Linked DNA regions of Mus musculus: regions 1, 2 and 4 are each linked to region 3. A link is a contact called in public promoter capture Hi-C data. All regions are on one chromosome and are shown on one strand. The core of a region is the stretch at or near the end of the contact, and the rest is flanking DNA. Distances in the headings are between cores, read along the strand shown.

Region 1 (2,700 bases), core at 69-2,568, 3.0 Mb after region 3:
ATTTGTACCATCACCTTTCTCCACTGTTTTGTTTTTTGAGACGGGTTCTCACTATGGGGCTGACTGTCCTAAAGCAGGGTGGCCTCTGCCTCCCTATTGCTAGGACTAAAGTTGTGACACCATACTCGGTCTCATCACCTTTTTTTGAAAGTAATCAAATTTTTTTTTTTAGTAAATTTGGGGGAACTATTCTACCATGTGGCATGTAAGGCAGTTTATGTAATCCTATCTGATCTCACAATATTGTCCTAAAGGAGGTACTAACTTGACACCAGGAACAAATTTTCTCTGAGAACAACCTACTTAAACTTGCTAAGCTAAGTAGGAGCGTCCTAAATTCAAATGTGGTATTTGTCACTAAAGCCAGGCGTCTTGATTCAGGAAACGTAGTTACAATAAAGAAGTATGCACTCGAACCAAAATAAGTAACCTAAGCCTCTTCCCTTTGACTCAGGGGCAGGGCGTTTACCTAACACTCCATGAGGCCTTGGGTTCAACCGCATCACCGCGTGGAGGGAGGAAAAAAAATCAGCACTGGTGCTCTCCTTTCAAAAATAAATATCCACAAAATGAAAATCCCAAAGTGCTTTCAGTGTAAAGTACTCCAGGACAATTAATTAAATTTCCAAGTGATGGTGCGTCTACATTCTTGACTTCAAAATCCTTAAGCCTGGATTCCCATCTCTGTAAGATAAGGCAAGACACTGTCTCCTCGGGAATCTTAAGATCGTGACAGAGTCATAGTAGTCGCACCCTCAGATCACGGAATAAAACTACAACTAGAAGTGGTTTCATCCAGCTCAAATCAAAAGCTTGTTGCAGGAGAGGTGCTCCGTGGTAAAAATCCAACAGCTCAGCTTGATAGAAGACCTTACCTGCTCCCGGGAGCCTGTTCCTGGGGTTCTGCTCCCCCGGAATCCACTGCAGGCACATCTGTGGGCTCCGCTGGCTTCGGAGCTGACTCGGTGGCAGGCTCCGGAGGCCTGGGAGCCTCTGGTCCACGCTGGGGATTGGGAGCGGCGGAGCCCCTGGTCCCTACACCAGGCCTGACATTTGGCTTCACGCTAAGGCGTGCCCTGCGGAACATGGCGGAGCCAGGGGGCCGAGAGCGGCGGCTCCGCGGCCGCGCTCAGCCCAGAGCCCCGGCCGCTGCCCGCAGGCTGACACTCTCACCCTCCCACACGTCCACAACCACCAGTCCAGCGCTGGCTACCGCAGTTTTGCGCCCCCTCCGCCTCCTCCGCTCTCCCGCCACCGCCTCCTCTTCATGACCCTGCCACACTAAAAGCTAAGTTTCTCCTCCCCGCGTCCCGGCTCGCGAAAGGCGCCGGAAGCAATGCGTAATCATTCGGCGCCGACGATGACGTCAGACTCCGGGCGCCGGGAGCCATAGCAACTGCAACGCTCTGTAGCTTCGGTTACCTGTAAACCAGAGATTTTTTTTTTTTTTTTTTTTTTTGATTCGAAGACAGATATTCTTTCCTTTGTAAGACCTTGGGAGTTGTTGAAAAGAGAGAGCGGAAGCAGCTGAATCCTCCAGGTCAAACTTTTTTTTTTTTTTTTTTGGGGGGGGGGCCGTTTCGAGACAGGGTTTCTCTGTGTAGCCCTGGCTGTCCTGGAACTCACTCTGTCGACCAGGCTGGCCTCGAACTCAGAAATCTGCCTACCTCTGCCTCCCAAGTGCTGGGATTAAAAGCGTGCGCCACCCCTGCCTGCCCGGCTCAAACTTTTAATTTCTCGCCAGTGGTGCTAGGGTTTGAACCCAGGATCCCTCACAAACCCTGCATTCTCGGCATGCACACTGCCATGGAACGTCCATCCCCAACCTACTTAACTGAATCTTTTATGAACTATTAAGGAGTTTTCGAGAAGAGTCAAAGTGTGCAAGAATGCAGAGCATGGTGGTGCGTGCCTGCAATCCCAGCACTGGAGAAACCGAAATAAAGAGGTCACAAGTTCCGAGCCCTGGACTATCTGACAAGACTTACCTCAAAATTACAATAAGATAAAATAGTATGAGAGTAGTGCCTTAGCACCAGTGCATCCCCAGAGCATAGAACCTGTTTGTTTTAGGGTTTTTGAGACAGGGCCTCTTATAGCTAAGGCTGCCCTTCAACTCTTGATCCTCCTGCCTGCACGGGCTCAATGTTGAGATTACAGGTATGTATAGGCTACCATACCCTGCTAGGAAAAAAAAAAGTTTTAACTATGAGTATGGAGAGAGCGAGTTTGCGGGAGACTGAAAAGTTACAGGTAGTTATCAGACTCCTGATGCTGGTGCTGGGAACCAAAACTAGGACCTACTGGAAGAGCAGGAAATGGATCTACTGAGCCATCTGTCCAACCCCCAACCTCCGCCAAGAAATTTTTAATTGAGTAAAAAAAAAGGTTGAAATTCTGTGTGAGGAAATCGCAAAGAGAAGCCATGAAACACTTCACAGGACATCCACTATATGGGCTTTTGTACACTTTAAAATAAAAACTGTCAAAAATGATTATACTCCACATTTTGCACACGAATGTTGCAAAATTTATTGCTTCCAGAGATATCAACGGAGCAATAAATAAGACATTGTATGTTACAGAGGAGAAAATACAAAATAAATGAACAAGATCAACAAGAATATATTAAATATGATGAGATTTCAAGGGTGATGGAAGAGTCCTGCGGTACTGGCAGTAGGGCAACTTGACAAGGAA
Region 2 (2,700 bases), core at 155-2,654, 2.9 Mb after region 3:
AATAAAATAGCTATGTTCAAGGAAATGGTTGGAACTAGAGATCATCACAGTAGGGAGGCAGGGAAACAAATACCACATTTTCTCTCACATGCAGAATCTAGGTTAGATGTACAATTTAGGGACATGAAAGTATAAGGACTACTTGGAAAGAGAAAAGGAGACAGCAAAAGAGTGGAGAGGAGATAAGAGAGTCATGTATGTACATATAGTGAAGTGTATTTATTACTTTGTACAATTAGTATATAGTAGTTGTATTTTGTTGTAGTGGTGGTGGTAGTTTTTTTGAGAAGTTATTTTGTAACTTTGGCTGTCCAGGAACTGGCTTTGTTGATCAAGGTGGACCGAACCTCACAAAGATCCACCTGCTTCTGCTCTGTGTGCTCTAGGTGCCTTCAGCCCTTCAGGGCTAGGACACCTCTTACCACACAGCCGCACAGCTATCTGATTTCTAGTTAACGTTTCCCAGCCCCAAATGACTTTCATTCCTACACATCCAGGCCAAATACTTAAAATACCGCACAAACAACTTAGTGCTTAACTAAGTTAACTTCTTCCCTGGCAAATAACTGCTGGTTCTATGAATAATTCAGACGTTATCTGTAGAGGCCATGAAACAGATTTAAATGTTCCAGCTTTGATACTTCACAAATTATGAGTTGCTTCTTTGGCCAGGGGAAGCCACTCAGTCCCAAGAAAAGCTATGTAAAGACATTGTGAGCTGTGTATTGTTAATATAACTATTAAGCGGAAGAGTGTAAACTATCGTGCTATGGTAGTTCCTAAAGGTGGCTGCCACAAGACCGCTAAAGAATATACCCAGCCATGCAAACACGAGGACCACAACTTCGTGATTACAAAGTTGCCAAACCGGTCTCGGGCATTTGTAAGTTGTCCAAGCGACAATGCTTTGTGGGGTTTTGAGAACCACTGATTTGAGTGACACAAAATGCCAGTACCAGTCCTAAAAGTGAACTAAAATCTCACTGGAACGACTTCCTTCTGCAAACTTCACAGGACCCTACTGAGTCCCAGAATGACGCCTGAAGCTGCAAAGGAAAGAACAGCAGAGATCCAAGCATGCCCACCCTCTGGCCTCCGATGACTCCGGGGCAGGAAGGCGAACAGGCCTCCAGGACGCTCGCTCAACCTACCTGGTAGGTGGAGGAGGCCGAGTCAGGCTGGGTGCCCAGTCGGGCCACTGAGTCCCCGTGATAGGCACGCTGCGGGGGTACAGCAGCCCGACAGCACGGTCGCAGAGCTGACCTCAGCGCGCCCCACATGGCGATGGCAAACACCCAAAAGAGAAAGAGAGCGGCCCTGCAGCTCGGTTCTGCAGCTCCTGGGGGCTGCTCCTCCAGAGTCCTTGCAGCACCAGCCCTGGTCCATCAGCTCCCAGGCCAGCCCCGCACACGTGCCATCGCAGACCACCTCCAATTGGTCGGCGCTGCGCGCCACGCCTCTCTACTCCGCCAATGAGGCGCAGAAGAGCAGCTGCGCGAGTCCAGGTTCCATCGCGAGCCCAGGAACACTGGGCCGAGTAGAGCGAACAGATAAGTGGCTGCTGTCCTGCCGAAGCGTTTGTCACAAGCATGCACCCGCCTCTAGCCCATGTACTGCAGAGCTTCAGCACACCTGATCATTTTTAGAATGTGACAGATTGTAGACATCAGTACTGGGATCTTCACACCAATAAGGATTAAAAACACTCTGCGAAGTGCCTTAGTGTTGTTTTGTTTTGTTTTGACTCGCACACTTTATTGAATGCTTACGTGTTACTACAGCATGAGCAAAGTAAAAGCGCCAGGAGCATCAGAAAGATGAACAGGCTAAGGAGAGGGTCGGCTGTGCCCTAGGAGGAAAGATGCTGTAGGAGAATAGCACCCGAATAAAAGCCAGATTGGGTAGAAACACATAACTAAGATGGGAGCCAGGCTTGGTCGCTCTGTCTCCCTTGGGGACCATAGACTCTACCACTCTGCAGCTTCAAGAAAGAAGCCCGACCCACAGAAAACTATGGTAAACCAATTGATAGAAGGCTTGTCAAAGTTTCTGTAGCTTACTAAGTGAAGAGTCCACAGACTACTAAGTGAAGAATTTAGAGGCTAGGGTGGGCAACAAAATGAGACATTGTCTGAAACCAACTGTTTTAACATGAATCTTGAAGACAATGTCATCATACAAATAGTGTTGGGCTGAGTGGTAGAACGCTTGCCTAGAATGCAAAAGGCTCTAGGTGTGTGTGTGTGTGCGCGCGCGCACATGCACACAGAGGAGAGAGAGAGTAGGTGAAACATGCCTACTATATTAAATGGTGCTAATTTAGAAGGAGTGGCACTTTGTGTGTACAGACGTGGGTACGGTGTGTGTACAGAAGCACACATGGACACATGGAAGCTGGAGAATGTCAGTATCAAGCCATTACTCTGCCTTATTCCTTTGAAACCAAGTCTCTCACTGAACTTGCAGCGAGGTGTGCAGCTAGAAACCTCTGATCCTTCTGCCCCTGCTCAACCCAGTGCTTTTACCCACTGAGCCCTCCCTAGCTCCAGAAATGGCCAGCTTTTTTAAAATCTAAGAAAAACGAAGGCCTAAGTCAAATCAAAGTGAGTTCACCATGACATAAGCATTCTATCTTGCTACAAGCCGACCCCAAATAAGATCTTGTAATGTGGAAAATAACTTAAAGATTCACATGGCATC
Region 3 (2,700 bases), core at 34-2,533:
TAAAACACAATTTACATAAAACAAGATTTGCCAATTTTAGTTGTGGGTGTGTAGTTGTAATTCCTGCCCAATCATAAATTTCTGTATCCATTATATTCAAGATGGCATATTGATTTTTCCACCCCAGAATGTTCCTTTGTGCTACTCTAAGGTCTTCTTTTCCCATCTTCAACCTTATATTTGTATGGTTTACTCTGCCCAGTGAGTAGAATCTACAGGACACACATCCTTTTGCATCTGGCTTTTTTTAACTAGAATATATCCATTTATGTCTACCAGCTCTTAAGTACTTTATAGCACTTGGCCATATCCCAGTGTGTGGATATAAACTCATTTCTTTATCCATTTACCATATGATGTATATCTGGACTGTTCATTTTTTTCCATTGGTGATTAGGAATAAAGTTGTAATAAATATAGATGAATTCAGACCTTTGCTTGGAAACTGTCTACTGCTGTGTTATCTTCCAAAGTTGGTGTATTATTTTGCATGTTGTCAGTACTATATGGGATCCCATTTGTGTTTTAAATTGTTTCATTGTTAACAATGAAACTGTAGTCAGCATCTAGTTAGATTTGAACCCTCAAAACCAACCAACCTAATAAACAAACAGGCACAAAACCCAGCTCAGAGATTAAAACTAGGTAACAAAACCCTTATGGGTGTTGTTTTCAACTGCTATCACATAAACTTTGCAGCAACTACAAAGAAGGTTTATGGCATTCCACTTTGAAGAGAAACATCCAGTATAATGAGAATGGCAGGTCTGGTAATTCATATATAAAGAGAATGTTTTGTTCCGCAACTCATTCGCTGTTTGGCTTTTTGCAAAGAATATAGTATACTGAGCATTAAAACGGTGTGATGCGACTATAAAGTTATTATCACAAGTCTCAACTGCATTCCATTAGGTTGGCACTGACGCCACGGTAGCAAGATCAGGACTTTTATAGTGAACTCTTGTCTCATCCCAAGATTTGTGTTCCGGGTCCAGAAGCTGCATCTCACGCCAAGGCATCTCAGTTCCGCCTACCACGGTCCTCTCTCCCCGACAGCCCAACCACGCTAACCCCAGGCCCTTCGTCGCCCGCGTCCGAGGAGGCCTCCTTACCATGATGACAGCCGCGGAGCACCGGTCCGCGACCTCCCGGGTCTCAAAAAACTCTTAATTTCTGGATGTCACTGGTCCACGAGCCTGCCTCGTTCAGCCCAGGACGGGAAAGGGTAGTCCTTTAAGAAGGCCGAGTGGAGCGCAAGCGCCGCACAGCAGTTCCGTGACGTCTTTCCGTTCCTAGGCAGATGGGCGGAAATTGACAGCAGGAGAATTTTAGCTGAGACGCCACCGGAACTGCTTAGAGGGCGGAAGGTGCTTATGGAGCTTTTGTAAGCTGGGAGATCCGCGGGTTCCTTCTGCGGGTATGAGGGTGTCTGAGGTGGTGGGATGTGGTACCGTGTTGCCGGTTCCTCTCTTACTCCCCGGCGGACACTAGCAGAACCAGCCAGGCGCCCTGTGCGTGCCGCGGTCTTGCTGGTCTGCCACTGCTGACCTCGTAGCTGCTACTGACAGCGGGTTCCAGACGAGCACTCCCCGGCCTCCGGGCCCCGTCTGCCGGGTCACGGACGTGTTGCTTCATCCATTATGGAGGGCGACTGATTTGTTAGTCTGTTTCTGTCTCTCCTGTTGCTAGCGGATGCACAATTGGTTGAGATATGTTATATGGAAAATAAAACTACTGGCCAGGCCAGGAAAGCAAAAGGTACTTGGTTTTTGTGGACGCCCAGGACTTTCCCCCTAAGCTCTTGAGAAATCCTGTGTAATTAAGGGCAGTTTTTACCTTTTAGAAATCTGTGTGGTTTTTCCACCTTATTATTATTATTTTTTTTTTAAGATTTATTTATTTATTATATGTAAGTACACTGTAGCTGTCTTCAGACACTCCAGAAGAGGGAGTCAGATATCGTGATCGGATGGTTGTGAGCCACCATGTGGTTGCTGGGATTTGAACTCCTGACCTTCGGAAGAGCAGTCGGGTGCTCTTACCCACTGAGCCATCTCACCAGCCCTTATTATTTTTTTTTTTAAATGTGTAGTGCGTACCTGGTGCCCTCCGAGGCCAGAACAGGGTGTTGAATCATAAAAGATGGTTGGGGGGGCTAGTGGTTGCTGGGAATTGAACCTGGTCCTCTAGAAGGGCAGCCAAACTTAACCTCTGAGCCATCTCGTCAGTCCCCAGTTTTATCCTTGTACTGTAGTCACAGAAGTTCACTAGCTCCAATTTGGAACTACCAAAATTGAAAAGTACATCTCAAGAAGCCCTAGCACTTGGAGTCAAGCTGTTGCTTTTTTTTTTTTTTTTAAACATCCCTTCCTTTTTTGATGTTTTCGAGATAGTGTTTCCCTGTGTAGAGCTGGCTGTCCTGGAACTTGCTTCGCAAACAAGACTGGCCTCAAACTCAACAAAGGTCCGCCTGCCTCTGCCTCCAGAGTGCTGAAATTAAAGATGTGCACCACAACCGCTGGGCTTCAAACTATCATTTAAGTCCCCATAGTATAATGTTTTTGTTTGTTTGTTTGTTTAAATCAGAGCTAGCGCTGATTAGCATTCGTGTATTTTCAGGTGCAGTAAATTACGCAATTTCTCAAGCTAGAGTATGCTCCCTCTTCCCACATTGACTCCCTTACCTACTTTAGTTTTTTT
Region 4 (2,700 bases), core at 116-2,615, 2.3 Mb before region 3:
TTGGGGGTTGTAGGGGTGCTTCAACAGGAAGAGACTCTAGAACACAGTTCAGGGTGCCTTGTTCTATGCAAATTGTATCTTGGAAAATATGGTGGAGTCAAAAGTTGTCCCATGTCTGCTGTGTTTAGGCATTGTGCTGAATGCCACCCTCTATACACCTGTCACGTGACGTGGGCATTATTTCTTAGGGCTCTTCAAGGAGGTTGAGTGCCGGGGTCCTGTGTTCGCTAAAGGATAGAACTCCACATGTGAGATAGGTGGCTAGTCATTTGCTCTCAAATGACTGAGTCCATTAAGTGTGTAGCAAGAAAAAGGAGATGAACAAATAAATAGCAGGGAGCGGATAGATGACACCATCGAAACAGGTTCTTACAACACCCTGCACAAAGCACTGGAGAAGTCCCTCGGAGTCCCCCAGTCAGAGATTCTCTCTGTGGATGGGATTCTGCCATTTTGTTGCCAGTGTAGGCATACTTTTACACAACTTAAAAAACAAAAACCAAGCGTTTATTTCATACACTTCTGTGTATATTTGCAAGCCACAGTGAACTTGCAGAGGTCAAAGGACAACTTGCGAGAGCTGGTTCTTACACTCTACCACTTTTGAGTCCTGCAGATTGGTCTCAGGCCATCAGGCTAGGAGGAAAGGGCTGCTCCCCTCTAGGCCAAGAAGGTGCAATGCTGTACTGTTTTCTCCCTGTCTCAGGGGTAGGGGGCCAGCATGTCTCAGGACGGGGAGTCTTGCTGGACACTTGAAACAAACTTGCTAAAATTTAGGACAAGAGGAACCTCCTTACTCCCAGAGTCCTCTCTCCATAAACTCAAACATCACAAGACAATTTACATAAGTAACACTCTGGAAAGGGAAGGGACTATATGGAGAAAGGGAACCGGAAGAGGGGGCATGGATTGGAATGTAAAAAAAAAAATTAAATTAAAATTAAAAATTTCTTTTGACTGTCTGCATTATGGTATTTTATTTCATCAAACACAGATCTCTTTCTCCATTTGACAACAGACAGTGAAAACAAAAATTATCCTTGTTAATAGTTTCTAAGTCACACTGTCCATTAAGCAGCTAATCCTGTTCACTTTCTCAGGAACAGAAAGTTTCTTAACTCAGGCTATGGAGACTGAGAAAATAAAAGTGCAGCTTGTGTACAAATCCTGTCCAAGCACCAGGGAGAAGCAGCTGGTATAGGGCTTTGAGAGTCTCCAGCTCTAGGTACCAGCAGTCTAGATGCAAGGATTCCAGGTAAGAGTCGGGAGGCGAGGCGGGGTCGGGCTCTCCAGGTACGCATGCGCGCACTCTGGGCTCCACGCCCACTCCACCGCCCCTTCTGCGCCGGCGCGCCGCGCAGCCCCGCCTCTCCTTCCTGCGGCGCCTTAGGGACCATGGCCGATCCTCGCGTGAGGCAGATCAAGATCAAGACCGGAGTAGTGAGGCGGTAAGGAACGGCCGGCGGCTCCGCGGCTGACGCTCGCTCTTCCCTTCTCACCGCCGGGGAAGCCGGGCGGAGCGTAGGCCCGATGCGGGCGCGGCTTCCAGGCCTCGGCGGGCGGGATGCGAGGGGCCCGCACACGCCTAGGCTGGCGCTGGCAGGGAGCCGCCCTCGGCGCTGGCCCTGCCGCCCTCCGTGCAGGGCTCGGCGCGACCTCGGCGCTGGCCTGGCCGCCTTCCGTGCGAGGCTCGGAGGCGTCCTCCGCGCTCGTAGGCCGGGAGGAGGAGGAAGAGGAGGGCGACCTGTGCCTGGAGGGCCTCGGCCTGTGCGTGCGGGGCGCCGGCTCCCTGAACTTTGCAGTAGGGAGGCGGAGTCCGCCCTGGCCTGGCCTCAGGTGGACTGGACAGCGCTCAAGTTTAAGGGACGCTGAGATCATGGGCCTCACTCAGAATACACAATGGCGGGGCCCTGGCCTCTGACATGGCTCACTTCCAGAGTTTGGGAACTGGGGCTTGAACGTGAGCACCTCTGCAAACTTCTTCCCCGAAGCTCGCCCCGGAGCTGTGGGCTGCTGCCTCCCAGGAATAGGCCAGGCCAGTCTTGTGACTTGCCTTGACTCCCGACTGTACATATTGCAGTGCTCATTAGAACTAGTTTTGTTCAGACCCAAGCTGATCATACCGAAACATTCCAAGGGAAAAGATACACAGCCTCCTTACGAAGCAGATCGTTCTGCAGGGGAAATAGCTTTTTTTCCTGTTGCTCCATCTCTCCACCGTTTATTGATATTCCATCAGAGGGAGGTCAACCCATAGAGGAGAGAATCACTTTTAGAGATACTGCCCGAGTTTTAGTACTTCGAACGGTACTTTGGAAGCTTTTATTACAAAGGCAGCTAGGGTATGGTAGGGGGGCGGGGCGGGGGTGAAGGTGGGGGGGATAGACAGTCGGTTCTGAATTGTGCCTGACTTCAAATCTGGTTTTATGTATTCTGGAACATATTTCATCGTTGTACTGTGCCTCTTCTTACTGAATTTGGAAGATAGAGTCCAAATTCTCCCTGAATTCAGTTTTTGGAAGAAATACCTGCTACATTTTTGATACAGTGTGATTCAAATAAATAAGATACACCATATAGGTTTTGCTCAGTACATGTTTATGAGTGCAGTTTTCAGAATGTGGCTGAAGTCACACTTCAGGTTAGTAGCAGAGCAAGCAAATGAAACAAGGATCCTGGCTCCAGCTGGGATGCGGTGAT

Evidence for each region. Promoter capture Hi-C pulls out the DNA fragments that hold promoters and counts their contacts. Capture Hi-C pulls out chosen DNA fragments and counts their contacts.
Region 1: a contact with region 3 is called in a promoter capture Hi-C map of adipose tissue, with 6 times the contacts expected there. The contact joins the promoter of Bdp1 here to the promoter of Nsa2 in region 3. A contact is called at or near these places in 4 of 39 promoter capture datasets (erythroid cells, hippocampal neurons and liver) and 1 of 9 other capture datasets (adipose tissue).
Region 2: a contact with region 3 is called in a promoter capture Hi-C map of pre-B cells, with 5 times the contacts expected there. The contact joins the promoter of Mccc2 here to the promoter of Nsa2 in region 3. A contact is called at or near these places in 3 of 39 promoter capture datasets (hippocampal neurons, liver and pre-B cells), 1 of 115 datasets of contacts at active chromatin or transcription factors (astrocytes) and 1 of 9 other capture datasets (adipose tissue).
Region 4: a contact with region 3 is called in a promoter capture Hi-C map of pre-B cells, with 2.5 times the contacts expected there. The contact joins the promoter of Tbca here to the promoter of Nsa2 in region 3. A contact is called at or near these places in 1 of 39 promoter capture datasets (pre-B cells) and 1 of 484 Hi-C or Micro-C datasets (CD4 T cells).

The regions. Positions count from the first base shown.
Region 1 is chr13:100,102,752-100,105,451 of GRCm38.p6, forward strand. It overlaps Bdp1 (B double prime 1, subunit of RNA polymerase III transcription initiation factor IIIB), which reads right to left and starts at 1,319. Exons shown (of 39, transcript NM_001081061.1): 1 at 876-1,319. The coding sequence starts at 1,087.
Region 2 is chr13:100,014,235-100,016,934 of GRCm38.p6, forward strand. Mccc2 (methylcrotonoyl-Coenzyme A carboxylase 2 (beta)) reads right to left here and starts at 1,405. Exons shown (of 17, transcript NM_030026.2): 1 at 1,152-1,405. The coding sequence starts at 1,280.
Region 3 is chr13:97,136,643-97,139,342 of GRCm38.p6, forward strand. Nsa2 (NSA2 ribosome biogenesis homolog) reads right to left here and starts at 1,284. Exons shown (of 6, transcript NM_021552.5): 1 at 1,113-1,284. The coding sequence starts at 1,115. Gfm2 (G elongation factor, mitochondrial 2) reads left to right here and starts at 1,295. Exons shown (of 21, transcript NM_177266.5): 1 at 1,295-1,417.
Region 4 is chr13:94,787,555-94,790,254 of GRCm38.p6, forward strand. Tbca (tubulin cofactor A) reads left to right here and starts at 1,366. Exons shown (of 4, transcript NM_009321.3): 1 at 1,366-1,448. The coding sequence starts at 1,396.